2 separate regions of the Rattus norvegicus genome follow, and region 1 is linked to region 2. A link is a contact called in public Hi-C data. All regions are on one chromosome and are shown on one strand. Each heading gives the region's core, a stretch centred on a gene start, on an enhancer-like site or on the middle of the called end of the contact. The rest is flanking DNA. Distances are from core to core; before and after follow the strand shown.

Region 1 (6,559 bases), core at 2,964-5,463, 400 kb before region 2:
CCTGCTGTTAATTTCTAGACCAGTTTCTTTAGAGGTGTCCTAGAACTGCTGTCACATCTCATGGCCATGTGAGAACTGCTCTTTGTAGGTAGAAATGGATGTTTGCATGCATAGTAGCAAACATAGCACTGAAGTTCAATACTGAACTTAGTGTTGGTTAAACACTAAAAGCCAGAAAGAATCTACCTGATCCTCTTGTTACAGACTTGTTTTATAGGAGTAAGAACCGACTCAGTGAGACGCTGGTTGCTAGGACTGCAAACAACTGGAATTTCTTGGTTTCTTTATTTGCTCTCTGAAGCACCTTTGAACACGAGAGGGACATTCCCTGGGCAGCTAAGAGCAATGCTGACGAGCTGAGTGACAGCTGAGGACTGGTTCAGGTTGCTGTCTAATCTTGAGCTGTTGCAGGAGAAAGCTTCATGTAAACGGGAGGGGTGGGGTGGTGATGTACGTGTGTGTAGTGTGCTGTTTGGAGACCTGACCTGACCTGCTGTCTTTTCTCGCCTCCCCACTCATGCTCTCCTAGTGTTCGTGCCCGTGATAAGCCTGTGAGTCGTGCACTAAGCCTGCTTGCCACAGACGACTGACCTGAGAAATGCTGCCACATGCTTTTCCCTATTAGACATATAAGAGCTCCAGAGTCTTTGTAGGTCCTTCCCAGCCTTCCATCAGTGGGTGTGAGTAGCACTTCTGTGCCTCCTTCTGTCCTTCCCCTCACTCGGCCTGGCCATCGACGCAGTACTTAGTGAGCTAGCAGATACATTAGTTCAGTGTGATAACTTGGGAAATGGCAGGGAGACCTGAGAAGGCCAGGCTGACCCTAGGAAATAGTTGGCCACTCTCTGGATTGTTGGGTAGAGTAACTGGATCTTATCTGAGCTGCTGCATGGTCAGATCTTGGTCACAGAACTTTGGCATCTGCCTCAGAGCACCAGAGACCCTGGAGAGGCTAGACCATGTTAAATATTAACTTGTAAATGGTAGTGTTTCTGACTCAGCTTCCTTATTGTCTGTGCTGCTCAGAGGCCCGGGTCATTCTTCTCTAAACAAACGCTATGGCTCACTCCATTTCAGTGCGCCATGGGTGTGGCCTTAGCCACCATCTTTGGGCCACCCCTGCATAGTGACTGGAGTGGGTTTGTGCTTGGGGAGTTGGGGTGTATTTCCACTCTTAATAAGCTTGTAGCAGTCCATCGAGATCCAGTGATGGTTTATGTGAGAACGCTCCCACTGCTGATGGGCGGGTACTACTGGGAAGTTAAAGCACGTGAGCTTCACAGTAGACCCGGATGGGATCTGTGTGAACCCATGCTTTCAGTATAGCGGAGGGCAAGCTCGCTAGCTTCTCTAAGCTGAGAGTTCTTCATGAAAACAAGAATAATTTGCATCAGTCTGCGGCCTATTGGGCGCTCAGCAAAAGTTGAGTAGGTGAGATGTCCTCTTACAGTATTTCTTGTTACTTACACTATTTTCATCGTTTTTGCATTACCTACAGTACTGTGGTGTGTGTATTCTTAGAATGGTGTCTAAACACTGAATCGAGGACTGAACATTGTGGATATTTTTCAGGCCTGCCGGTGCCAGATTACTTTCTGAAAGGGTTGGGCTGATCGACATTCACATTCACAGCCCAGGAAGAGCCCCGTGGAATGTATTTTATGAACTAAAGTAGAAATTGTACCTAAACCTTGAGTGTAGATCAGTGCTAGTGAGAAGCAGACAGGAGGTGCTTCCTACTTGACTCTTTACTTTGCTCTCTCCCTGTGGCTGCCACCAGCACCATCTACCCCCTGCCGCCATATTATGGGTTATAAGATAAATGTAAACTAAGATCTAAGCTTGAAGTTGGTCTTTTTTCTTTTTTTCCTTTTCAAGGTAGAACTATGTGGCAATGACTCAGCCTGCCCCAGTTTTGAAAAGAAAGAAGAGAATTGGTTCTTGGCCAATTGGAAATGGGCAAAACCGTTTAGTCACATTCCTTGCCTTGTTTTGACTTACAGAGAGGATATGTGCTTCCTTGCCATTTGAATAAGATACATGAAATGAAAAGAAAAAAAAATGTAGGTAAACACACAAGGAAACCCAGGGTAGATCCCTCACAGCAGTCTTATCATTTGACTGTAGATGACGGCATTTTCCAGAGGACTAGTAGCAGTCCCGACATGGTCTGTTTTTGTGGGAGGGGAGGAAGGAATAGTCGAACAGAAATGTAATGGTACAGGAAGGAAAGGGAGGGATACTATTTTGCTGTTGTGGAGGATGCCTTTCAAGGGAGGAAGAGATGAGGGAACTACAGGGGGTTCCTTCAGGCGGGAGGAGAGGATGGGATTTATAGGGTCCTTCTTGGGGTTGGGGGGAGATAGGGCACTATAAGGGGCTGGTTCCTATAGGAGAGGAAAAGATGGAATATTTTTCCTGTCAATTTCTGTTCAGTTGTTTTAGATTCGTTTAATATCCTTTAAAGTTGTAGTTACTTTTTTTTTTTCTTCTGATATTCCACTTCTGGTTAAACTATTGAGAGAAATCCGAAGGTTTTGGAATCTAGGAGATCGGCATCTCAACCCAGTAATAGACACAGACTTCTCTTTAGCTCACTCACATCAGAGTCTGTCTGTTAGCTCAAGGGGGGGACCCACAATATCTGCATTTTAGCCAACTGAGATTGCCAAGGGACCATTGGAGAAACACAGAAGTAGCTCACAGCATTCATTCTCATGGCAGATTTTTGCCCTAAGATGACTCAAAGGCCATGACAGCCAGATTCCTTAAATGAGTGCAGGGTCTGTACCCCGAATCCAGGAACTCTGCTTTGACTGCTCTGGGAGGAATAGGCCTTGGGTGTCCCAGGTGATGTTAGCAATCTGCTTAAAGTGGAGCCTGATTTATCCTCTATGCATGCATGTGTGTACGTGTGCCTGTGCGTGCGTGCGTGCGTGCGTGCGTGCGTGCGTGCGTGTGTTTTCAGGGTTTTGTAGAAGAGAATCTGGGATAGACAACTGATTAGAAAAGGAAAGTGATTGGAGTAGGATATCCATCATGACTGATGGACTCCATGGATATTGTGACTTCCTGGATCCTCTCAAATGTTAGCTACTTAAAGTATGACTGGGTATAAAAGGGAAAATTCTGTGTTTAGCCAAAGTGGTGCTGGAGTGGAAGGAACCAGCTCGAGTCCTGTACTGGGAGGGAATTATTGCAAAGGGGGCAAGCAACAAAGCTCTGTAGAAGCCATTTAAAGTTCATGAAATGGCACGCTTAGCCACAGTCAGATTTACAAGAGCTTGCTAAAGAACTCTTAGATGTGATTGAGCGAGAACCGCCTTACAGTCTCAGACTACAGTTTGAGATATTTTGTTTGGCACTTAAAAGCCAGGCAATTTGGAGAAATTGGATCATATCCGTATCATTACATACTATTTACTTAAAATATTGGTATTAGTGCTGTAGGCTGTAATAACAAATCTTGTAATGTATGTCCATCCATAAATTGTTACTCATTTCCCCACTGCTATTGACTCACAACTCAGCACCGGGAAAGCCCTGCCGAGTAAGACAGACATGATAGTGGAGACAACCAGGGTCAGGTCTGTGGGTCTGTGGCTCGTTTCCAGCCGAGTACACTAGGTGGTGCTAGTGTCACGCCATGAATACCCACAGAGGCCTGAACACATGTGCTGGTGTATTTTTACCACTTGGGGTCACTTAAGGATTACCTGACTTGCCTCTTTCCCATCTAAGCAAATTCACAGATTCCAAGGAATTATTTCCTCATTACATTTGTCAGAGGCTGTGGTCTTTTTTTTTTTTTTTTTTAAACCTAGATCTTGAAGGCCAAGAAGTGTGAATTGGGATTTTTTTTTCCTCAACAAATTGGCCCCACATGGTTAGTGCCTGGGTGGTTCCTCCTGTCACAGTAGGGTGGACCACCACCCCAGCCTTCTCTTGGGCCCACCCACCATTGGAGACTTCTCTGTATAAAGAATTTCCATACGTGTCAGGATCCTGCTTATGCTAATTGCTGCGCTCATTAACATCTCCAGAACTTGGAGTGCTTTTTCTCAGTCATTTCCTTTGATTCAGCTAGTCTCTGAAAGGCCAGCTCTGAATGAAGGGTGTGGGCATCACGATAACTAATTGCTGACACCCACCGGCCTCCTGCCTCCTTCACAGCTGATCCTAGGAACTACGCCACTGCCCCTTGAGAGCATGCTAGAAATTTGTGGAATGGCCCTAGTGGACTTGCCTGCCTCTGGGTGGGTATGGGTGAGGACAAGGGCAGGATGTGTGGGCTTGCACAGCACAGACAATGAGCTTAGTCACTTGAGATGGCAGCTCATGAGGACTCAGTTGACCGCTCAAAACATTGAGAATCTTTCAGAATCTCCCTTCTCAGCAAGTGACGTCTAGTTTCCTTCCTTTTTTTTTAACTTTACTTGATGTATGTACATATTTTACGAGCCTGGTACCTGTGGAGCTCTCAGGATGACGTTGTATCCCCTGGAACTGGATTTACAAATGAGCCAACATATGAGTGCTGGAACCAAACCCAGGTCCTTTGCAAGAGCAACAACTGCTCTGAAGTGCTGAGCCGTCTCACTAGCTGTTATAGCTTCTGCTATCAGTGAATACCTGCTTAGGTGCTGGAAGCAGAACCGAGTCACCAACTCAAGAGCATCCTCTGCTGGGGCCATTTAAATCTGTGACAGGAATCCATTTGGTTTCTACGATTGAATGCATGGTTAAACTTACACTTACTGTTGTATGCTTATCAATCTGTGTCAAACCCACCCAAGAAAATGAGATAGGCCTCTACTAATTAAATCCAACCTAAGATGGGCACTCAAAGTCCTCTACAATTTATTTCCAAACCTTCCTCCTTAAATCCTCTCAGTTCATACCAGCCACCTGGTCTTCTCACCCCCACCCCATGTAAAAGCAACTGGTAACACTTATTGGTCTATACTGTGAACTTAGCAGCATTCTACGTGCCCATTCTGGTTCAGTCCTAAAACCCAGAAGCTAGGTTACCTACACCTTTCCCTCCTAAAGGCGAGGAAGCCTAAGCACCGAGAGGGTAGCTATTAGTAATGGCACTGTGACTGCCTTTATTCTTGTTCGGCTGCCTGCTGGGAGAGCTTCCCACCTTCTTGACTGTCAAGATCTTACCCAGTGTCGGAGCCCTGAGTCATCCTATCCACCCCCTTGAGTGCAAAGTCAGCCCTGGAGTGCCACCTAGAAGCCAGATGTTTTGTATTCTGACTCGTGTAAGAGCCAGGCTATCCTTTTGTCAGGTAAGGAGCCTGAGGCCCAAGAGTCGTGGATGTTGAGTTTCTCAAGCCCTGGAAGGTAGGTTTTCCTGCTGGGCCCCTCCAGGAAAACCTCTGCTCATCTCTTTGTCTCCCCTACACATTATAAGTTAACTCAAAACTCCCTAAAACTGGCACACACCTATTCCAGGAGGATCAAGGTGCTCCTAGTGCAGTGGTTCTCAACCTGTGGGTCACTAAAGGGATCGCATATCAGACATTTATATTACAGTTCGTAACAGAAGCAACACTACAGTTCTGAAGTAGCAACGAAATGATTTTATAGTTGGGGGGTCACCACAGCATCAGGAACTGTATTAAAAAGTTGCAGCATCAGGGAAGCTGAGACCCATGCTCGAGCGAAAGGCCTCTGAGCTACACTACCTCTCTACAGTGTGCAGACATCCTCACGTTATGGGGCATTTTCCAACTGACGGGACTCTTCTGCTGAGGTGATAGACACGGAGACCTCCAACAGAAAAACACCAAGAGGCCTTTCACTCCAAGCAGGAAACAATATCCCACAGTCTTAATAACCCCAACAGAATGAGAGAATAGACCACTTTCAGTAGAAAAATACAGCTTTTTTAGCTTTCTCAAGAAAACCTTTGACCAAAATCTGAGCATGATTTTGAGCATATGGGCCCCAAATTCCAATTTGCTATGGCTGAGATTTCACTGGTACGATGGACCGACACACTCGCAAGAAATATGTGAATTCATCATGGCTATTTTTGCAGCGCTGAAGCTGGCACACTTCCAAGTTGAGAACTTTCTGCTTTAGCAGCTCTCGGTTATTTGAGGCTGGATGACTCACTTAGTGTTACATCCTCTTGTTTTCCTCCCCTGGGCCCCTCCCACCTAAGAGGGCTGGCAGGGGCAGGGAGGGTTATGAAACCCAAGCTGCTATCTATCGAGGACCGCACTTCTTGTCAGCTTTTGTTAATGCTTTGTTGGGAACTACGCTTTCTGCTTCTCCTCAATCCCCTCCCTACTAGGCAAGTCACCTCTGCCTTTATGTGTGCTCCAAACCTTTTGTTCCTTCTGTTCCTAGAGTGTACATTTCCTGCATTTTATTTACCTGCTTAGACATAGTGCCTCTTGCTGCAGAGAGAAGGGTGTTTAAAGCAGGCCTGCTTTCAGGATCCTCTGGACCCATGACACAGTCTGACTAGCAGGCATTTGTTAAACTGGGAAAAGAAAGGGAGGAGAGGGGAGTAGGTAAGTGACAAGACCCTCCCATGAGAACC
Region 2 (6,580 bases), core at 253-2,752:
GGAAGCCATGAGATACTCCAGATAGCTCCTAGTCCCAAGCAGAGTCTGAAAACTTGGTGCCAAGTAAGTGGGTGACCTTGGGCAAATTCTCTGCCCTTTGGTTTCTTGGAACAGAATGAAGGTATGTCAGAGAAGTGTGGGTTAGAGGAGACTGTCATGCAAATGAAGTCATTATTATTCATCATGCAGCAAATAGAGCTCCCAAGGGCAGGGAGGGCACCTGAGGACTCTCCATTTCCTGTCTTTCTCAGGCAGCAAGTCTCCTGGGGCTGTGCTGATGCTGTGGTCATGAACTTGGCTCCCACCCCAGCACGGTGTTTCTTCAGCAGTGGTCACTGCAGTGACCCTAGCTATCCATCCTGTTCTGCTGGGAAGGCAAACCCAGGTGGGGAAATGTGTCTAAAGGGCTTATTTGCCACTTTATTTTAAAATAAGACCATTTACAAAGATTGAAAGGATAGCGAAGGGAGATCATTTTAAATTCTCTTTAATTTGGTTTCAGTTTTTAAAATGCTTGGAAACATGCTTTTAAGAAAATATACCTTTAAGAAAAGATGTGATATGCGTGTCTGGTGTTTGACATGTGTGTGTGGTATGGGGTATGTGGTATGTGTGGTTTGCATATGAGATGCATGTTGCATGCATCTATGATTTATGTGGTGTGCATATATGTATATGTACATGTATGGTGTGGTATAGTATGTGTTTATGGTATGCATGTATATATGGTATGTGTGCACACATGTATGATGTATATTATATGCATGTATGCATGTGATGTGAGTAGTATATGTGGTATGTGTGTGTGTGTGCATGTGTGTGGTGTCTATATGAAGTGTGTGCCCATGAGTTTGATATGTATGGTGTGTGTATATATGTGTGCAGTGAATGATGAGTGTGGTGTGCAGTGTATGATGAGTGTGTGATGTGCATAGTATATATATATATGTGTGTGTGTGTGTGCATAGTGTATGGTGTGCATATGTACAGTGTTTCATGGATGTGGGCAGTGCATGGTGTGCGTATGTATATATACATGTGTTCCAGTGTGTGTGGTACGCATGTGTATATATGTATGTGCAGTATTTGTATAGAATATGTGTGTGTTCTCTAAACTACTCTGCAACATAAACATCTTGCAAGGGAGACCTTGCCCTCTGTCTAAGAGCTGCAATTGGAGGGACAAACAGTGTTGGGTCAAACAGCCTGTGTTGGGGGCGTGGGAGGTGCTGGGAGGGCCAGGGTGAAATGAAGGGGCCAGGGTCCGTAGAGCTGACCCTCCTGTGTGTGTTCCCTACCGGATGCTGCTGTTAGCTGAACAGATTCGGCTCATGGTTTCATCTCGGAAAAGACGGGGTAAGGAGGGGCCAGTTCCTTTGTGTGGTGAGCTGCTGGCGAGCACGGAGGGAAAGCTCAATTATCAGTGAGGTTAGGGGCAGGGGGAGAGGTCAGGGCCGAATGCCCGCTCTTCCTCTGGGCGCTGAGAGAGCCGCTCTGGCCTTTGCGGCTGGGGAGGAGGATGCATTGATCAGGGTCAAAGGTTGTGTGTCATCAAAGGCAGTCTAGGGATAAAGGGAGCCCTTCCCGAGAATTCTAGACTGGCCTATGAAAATCCAAGGCAATTCACTTCCTCAGTGAGAATGTGCAGACGAGTCTTACACTGCAGTCTAGAATTCTTATTACGACATTTACCAGAAAGTCTGTCTTTATCCTGCTTTAGCTTTCAAAGACTTGGGATTGAGAAGCGGAGGGGTTGCAAGTGTTCTCTATCTTCCCCGGCTAAGAATTGAGAACCCTCTGGGGGGAGATTACATATGTCTTCCTTTGGGAAGGAAAAACAATTCATTAAAAAGTTCTTTGTATAAGGCGGGACACCTCAAAGATAGGACCCTAGCCACCCTTGTCTCACACTTATCTTTTCCCATGGGACTGTTTCCTTTCTAGACAGAAAAACACAGTCAATTGAAAGCTGCAAGTTAAACGGGAAAGATAACTTGACCGACAGATTGTATAGAAAGACGGTAAAGATGTAAAGAAAGAACGATGACCTATTAAAAGATGGACCAATTAGTAAAAAGACAGACAGTTGGAGGCAACAAAGCTCATGTCTGAAACCAGAGAGAGAGGACTCCACATGGGCAGCTGCAGCCACACTGTTACCCCCAGCTAGCTGTAAGTCTGATGACGTCCTCTATAGTGCAATTCTGAGCTACAGAGGAGACAGAAGTTTCCCAACAGACATGCCTATGCATTTCTAGTAATCATTTCTTGGTCTGCACAGTAAAGTATGAGAAAAGAACAAAGGGCCCATTGTGTATCTGCTTAAATTTGCAGTCGCCACAGCAAAACCGGCAGAGAACACCCGATCATACACTGAAACAGTTTGTATGGCACAGGAATCTGGGTCCCAGATGAAGATGGGACAACTCTGGCAGAGGGCACTGTTTTAACAGGAAACTTGAAGACCAAGGCATTCCAGAATCCTGCTGTGTGGAAGCCCTCATCCTCGAGCACCGTATCAAGGTGTTTGCAAGGATTCGTTCAACTCCATGAGAGAAGCTGTGATTATCTGTCTAAGAGAAGTGGCCAGGAAACCTCAGCCTAGACTGCACAGGGAAGGTGTGAATATATTTCCTTTCCTCAGCGTCCTGGAAATGAGCACAGGATGCAGAAGGCCTTGTATTCCTGGATTCTCCACACTTATCTGTTAATGAATTCCATTAGTCATCAACATTGGTGCAAAGTCGCCTCCTTCAGGAAGCCTTTTCTGATCTGTCTGCCTCAGTTACTTTTTTTTTTTTTTTTTTTTTTTTTTTTTTTTTTTTGCATAGGCTTGGCCTTAGATCTGCCCTAGGTGGATTATCTGGTGCCCATCCCTCAGTTGAGAATCTGACTAGTTCTTGATTCTTGTTCGTGTCTTAACCTCCCAAGTTTCTGGGCAGGATCTCTGGGCCAGGTTAAAGTAGGTCTTTTCTAAGAATCTATTGACCAAGTAGAAGAAAGGTGGCTAAGTCTGAATATCAATAAACCGGAGTCTCATGAACTTCCCAGGCTCTCGTTTTTGTCAAAAGAAGAATGAGGGTGTCAAGGGAAGCTCATCATTTGGTCACAGGTTCACATAGGTGGTGCTTCTATAGGTAGAGGGCACTGCGGCACCCAACTTATACCTGGTTATGGGAATGGAACTGACAGCAGTCAAGTCCCAAACATGGATGCAAATCAAGCTACTTCCGTTTGGCTTTCCAAGAACTTTTTAACATAGTTTTTTCTGTTTCACTCTCCAGTCTTCAGCCATGACTCAGGTCTTTCCTTTTTTTCCCCCTCCAGAAGGTCTTTGGAGACTAAGGAAGCAGATTATTGACTGACATTCTAGTGTAATCTTAGCCCCACCCAGTCTGGTGACTATGCACAAAGTCCTCTGGATGGAAAACACCTAGTTCTCACCTTTTTTTTTTTTTTTTTTTTTTTTTTTCCATTCAGCCAACCTGGTTCTCTTTCTGGTTGAAAAAGAAGCAACTTGTCCGAGATATAGCAGGAAATAGAGGTATTCCTGGCTCCGGGTTTTCTGGCACTAGGGTCTGTAATAGCAAATGGGCAGTGACCTTAGTAACATTCTCATAGCTCTTCCCAGGCTGTCTATCAAGTAATGTTGTGGATGTCATGCAGGGCACAGCAGGTATCGGCGTACACAAGAGGAAACCGAGGCTTCTGGTGGGGGTCGGGGTGGTGGTGGAGGAATGAAGCCATGTCCAAAGATATAAGAGTAGGAAAGTAATGAAAAAGTCGCCGGACAGTGGTGGCACACACCCTTAATCCCAGCACTTGGGAGGCAGAGGCAGGAGGATCTCTGGGTTTGAGGCCAGCCTGGTCCACAGAGTGAGTTCCAGGACAGCCAGGGCTACATAGAGAAACCCCCATCTTGGAAAACAAAAACAAACGAACTAAAAGCGAGCACAGCACAGCCCCTCACCTTGCCTACTTCCTATAACACTGTACTTCAGAAAAGCTGTTGGTTCTGTGTACCAAGCAAGAGCCAAACCTACAGATAGATGGGGATTTGTCAAGCTTTCACAGGCCTCCCATAAACTGCTCACTGAGCTCAGGAAACCCATAAGTGCTGTTCCTGCTCCCTGCTTCCTGTCTGGGTGTTGATGTTCATGACCCAGTATGGGTCTGTAGCTGCAGCTGGGGGTGATGATAGGTACCTGGTTTCTCTAGTGAAGCCTCATTTGTTCTGGAGAGAGCTGACCTGGCCGATAAGCTTAGATTTCCTCTCTTGTTTTCCCCAGAGACTAGAGAATGCTGGGGGAGAGGAGTCTGGGCTTTCAGCTGAGTATAGTCCACACCAAAGGATTTCACTTTCAGAGACTTATGGATTCTCTGTTCAGATGTCCAATGTGTAATCTCTTTTAGAGCTGCTCTCTGTCTCTCTGTCTCTCTGTCTCTGTTTGTCTCTGCGCCTCTCTCTCTCTCTCTCTCTCTCTCTCTCTCTCTCTCTCTCTCTCTCTGAGTCCAAGTATGAGGAGTCCCTAGTTCAGCAGTGGGACTCGTCACATGACAGTCTAGCTTGTGCTTTAGAGACATTGTTTCTCACTGATCTGGGGCTTGCCAAGTAGGATAGGCCTGGCCACCAGTGAGCCTCAGAGATTTACCTGTCCCTGCCTCTCCAGCAGTGAGATTACAAGCATGTGCTACCATGCCTGGCTTCTGGTACTTGAACTGAGTATCCTGTACTTGTGTACTAAGCTCTTTACCAACTGAGCTAACTCTCTAGTCCCAAGTGTAGGTCTTTTGTTTTCTAGATAGGGTGTCTCTGTGTAGCCATGGCTCTTATGGAACTCCCTCTGTGGACCAGACTGGCCTTGAACTTAGGGCCTGAGTGTGTGCCACCACTGCCAGGCTTCCAAGAGTAAGTTTTTGTACCAGCTCTGCCTACAGCCAAAAGCCAAGCAGGCCATGATGGGAAAGTTCCTGTTTGTATTTCAACACTACTTGATCAACTCAGCTTACAATGCCACAGAAAGATTTTAACTTTCACAATTTAAAACTGGGATGAAGTTAGACCTGTAGGCTGGCCATGGTCTATCCTGTCTAGGACTCAGGCCTGTGGCATCTGTGGTAAGCTTCAGATTTATAGCAAGCCTTTGAGACAAGCCCCACTCTCAGAAACCCAGTGTTCCCATTGCCAAGACGGGATAATGACACCAGACCAAACGGAATTGTTTTCAACCTTCCTAATGCTGGTACCCTTTGTTGTGATGACCCTCAACAGCTACTTCATTGCTGTAATTTTGCTATTGTTATGAATTATAAAGTGAATATACTTTCCAATGGTCTTTTGGGGTGGTCAGGATGCACAGGCTGAGAACCACTGATAAACTCTTGGGGGTGACAATGAAGACACAAGGAGACAGTGATTAAAATATCTGTCACCTCAACACTTAAGGTCTCATTTCTTTTCTTTCTTCCCCCTTTCCAGGCCCTTCTCAGACCTCACTTTTGTTTCTTTTTCGAGATAGGAATATGTATCCCAGGCTGACCACAAATTCATGATCCTCCTGCCACAGTCTCCTGATTGCTGGTATCACAGACCTATACATATACAGTCTTTTTTTTTTTTTTTTTTTTTTTTTTGCTGATGAATACTCAGAGGCAGGCCTTAGACACTGAGGAACATCAATGAGTTCCATCAGGCTCCCTTTTGGGAGGACACCCCTGGTGCAGGCAGTGGTGGAGAAATGAGCTCAAAGGAGAAACATTTTCCTCAGACAGTTTCTACTGTCTTCCTGGGGTCAGGTGGCACTGTTCCTTGCTTTACAGCTCCAGTTTTACTTTTTTATAATGTTTCTTCTTCTTCCTCTTCTTCTTCCTCTTCTTCTTCCTCTTCTTCTTCTTCTTTTCTTCTTCCTCTTCTTCTTCTTTTCTTCTTCTTCCTCTTCTTTTCTTCTTCTTCTTCTTCTTCTTCTTCTTCTTCTTCTTCTTCTTCTTCTTCTTCTTCTTCTTCTTCTTCTTCTTCTTCTTCTTCTTCTTCTTCTTCTTCTTCTTCCTCTTCTCCTCTTCTTCTTCTTCTTCTTCTTCTTCTTCTTCTTCTTCTTCTTCTTCTTCTTCTTCTTCTTCTTCTTCTTCTTCTTCCTCTTCCTCTTCCTCTTCTTCTTCTTCTTTTTTAAACAAAGAATGTCCTTTGAACGTTTGAGGGGATAAGATTCCCATTAAGAAGAAAGAGTTGCTTTCTGTCCCCGGCTAATGAATATGACAGGAAGTAGCCACTGTCTTCTGGCACTTGGAAACACCTGCTAATGGTTCAGAGAGCAGCAGTAGGCTGCCCACGATGGCAACATGCAACTCCAGCCCAAGGAAAAGGGAAGGTGGAGGGTTTTGAGTGGAGACTCACTTTCCAGTCAAGAGGTCAGAAAGCAGAAGACTGGAGCTTATGCAGGTAAGGGTTTTGGAGCACTTGGCTGTTATGGAATTAGTTCTGGTCATGCCTGGATAAGCTATCGGGCTAAAACTGGAAATGAAGCCCTCGACTCTACCCCATGAGACCTTCTAGGGCTGTAGCATCAGCCTGAGACCCAGTAAG

What was found. A called contact is a pair of places that touch in the nucleus more often than the background predicts.
Region 1: a Hi-C map of Schwann cells shows a contact between it and region 2, with 7 times the contacts expected there. The contact joins two enhancer-like sites. A contact is called at or near these places in 3 of 12 Hi-C or Micro-C datasets (the A7r5 cell line, Schwann cells and hepatocytes).

The regions. Positions count from the first base shown.
Region 1 is chr6:41,718,100-41,724,658 of GRCr8, reverse strand. No RefSeq gene overlaps it. Among named protein-coding and RNA genes, the nearest start is that of Ddx1, 35 kb to the left of the region's middle. Within about 2 kb of position 4,213, at least 10 of the 93 cell types and tissues checked have an H3K27ac peak or open chromatin away from gene starts, as enhancers often do. A contact at or near this core is called in Schwann cells, where this site is marked.
Region 2 is chr6:41,314,318-41,320,897 of GRCr8, reverse strand. No RefSeq gene overlaps it. Among named protein-coding and RNA genes, the nearest start is that of Trnav-uac3, 8.4 kb to the right of the region's middle. Within about 2 kb of position 1,502, at least 5 of the 93 cell types and tissues checked have an H3K27ac peak or open chromatin away from gene starts, as enhancers often do. A contact at or near this core is called in Schwann cells, where this site is marked.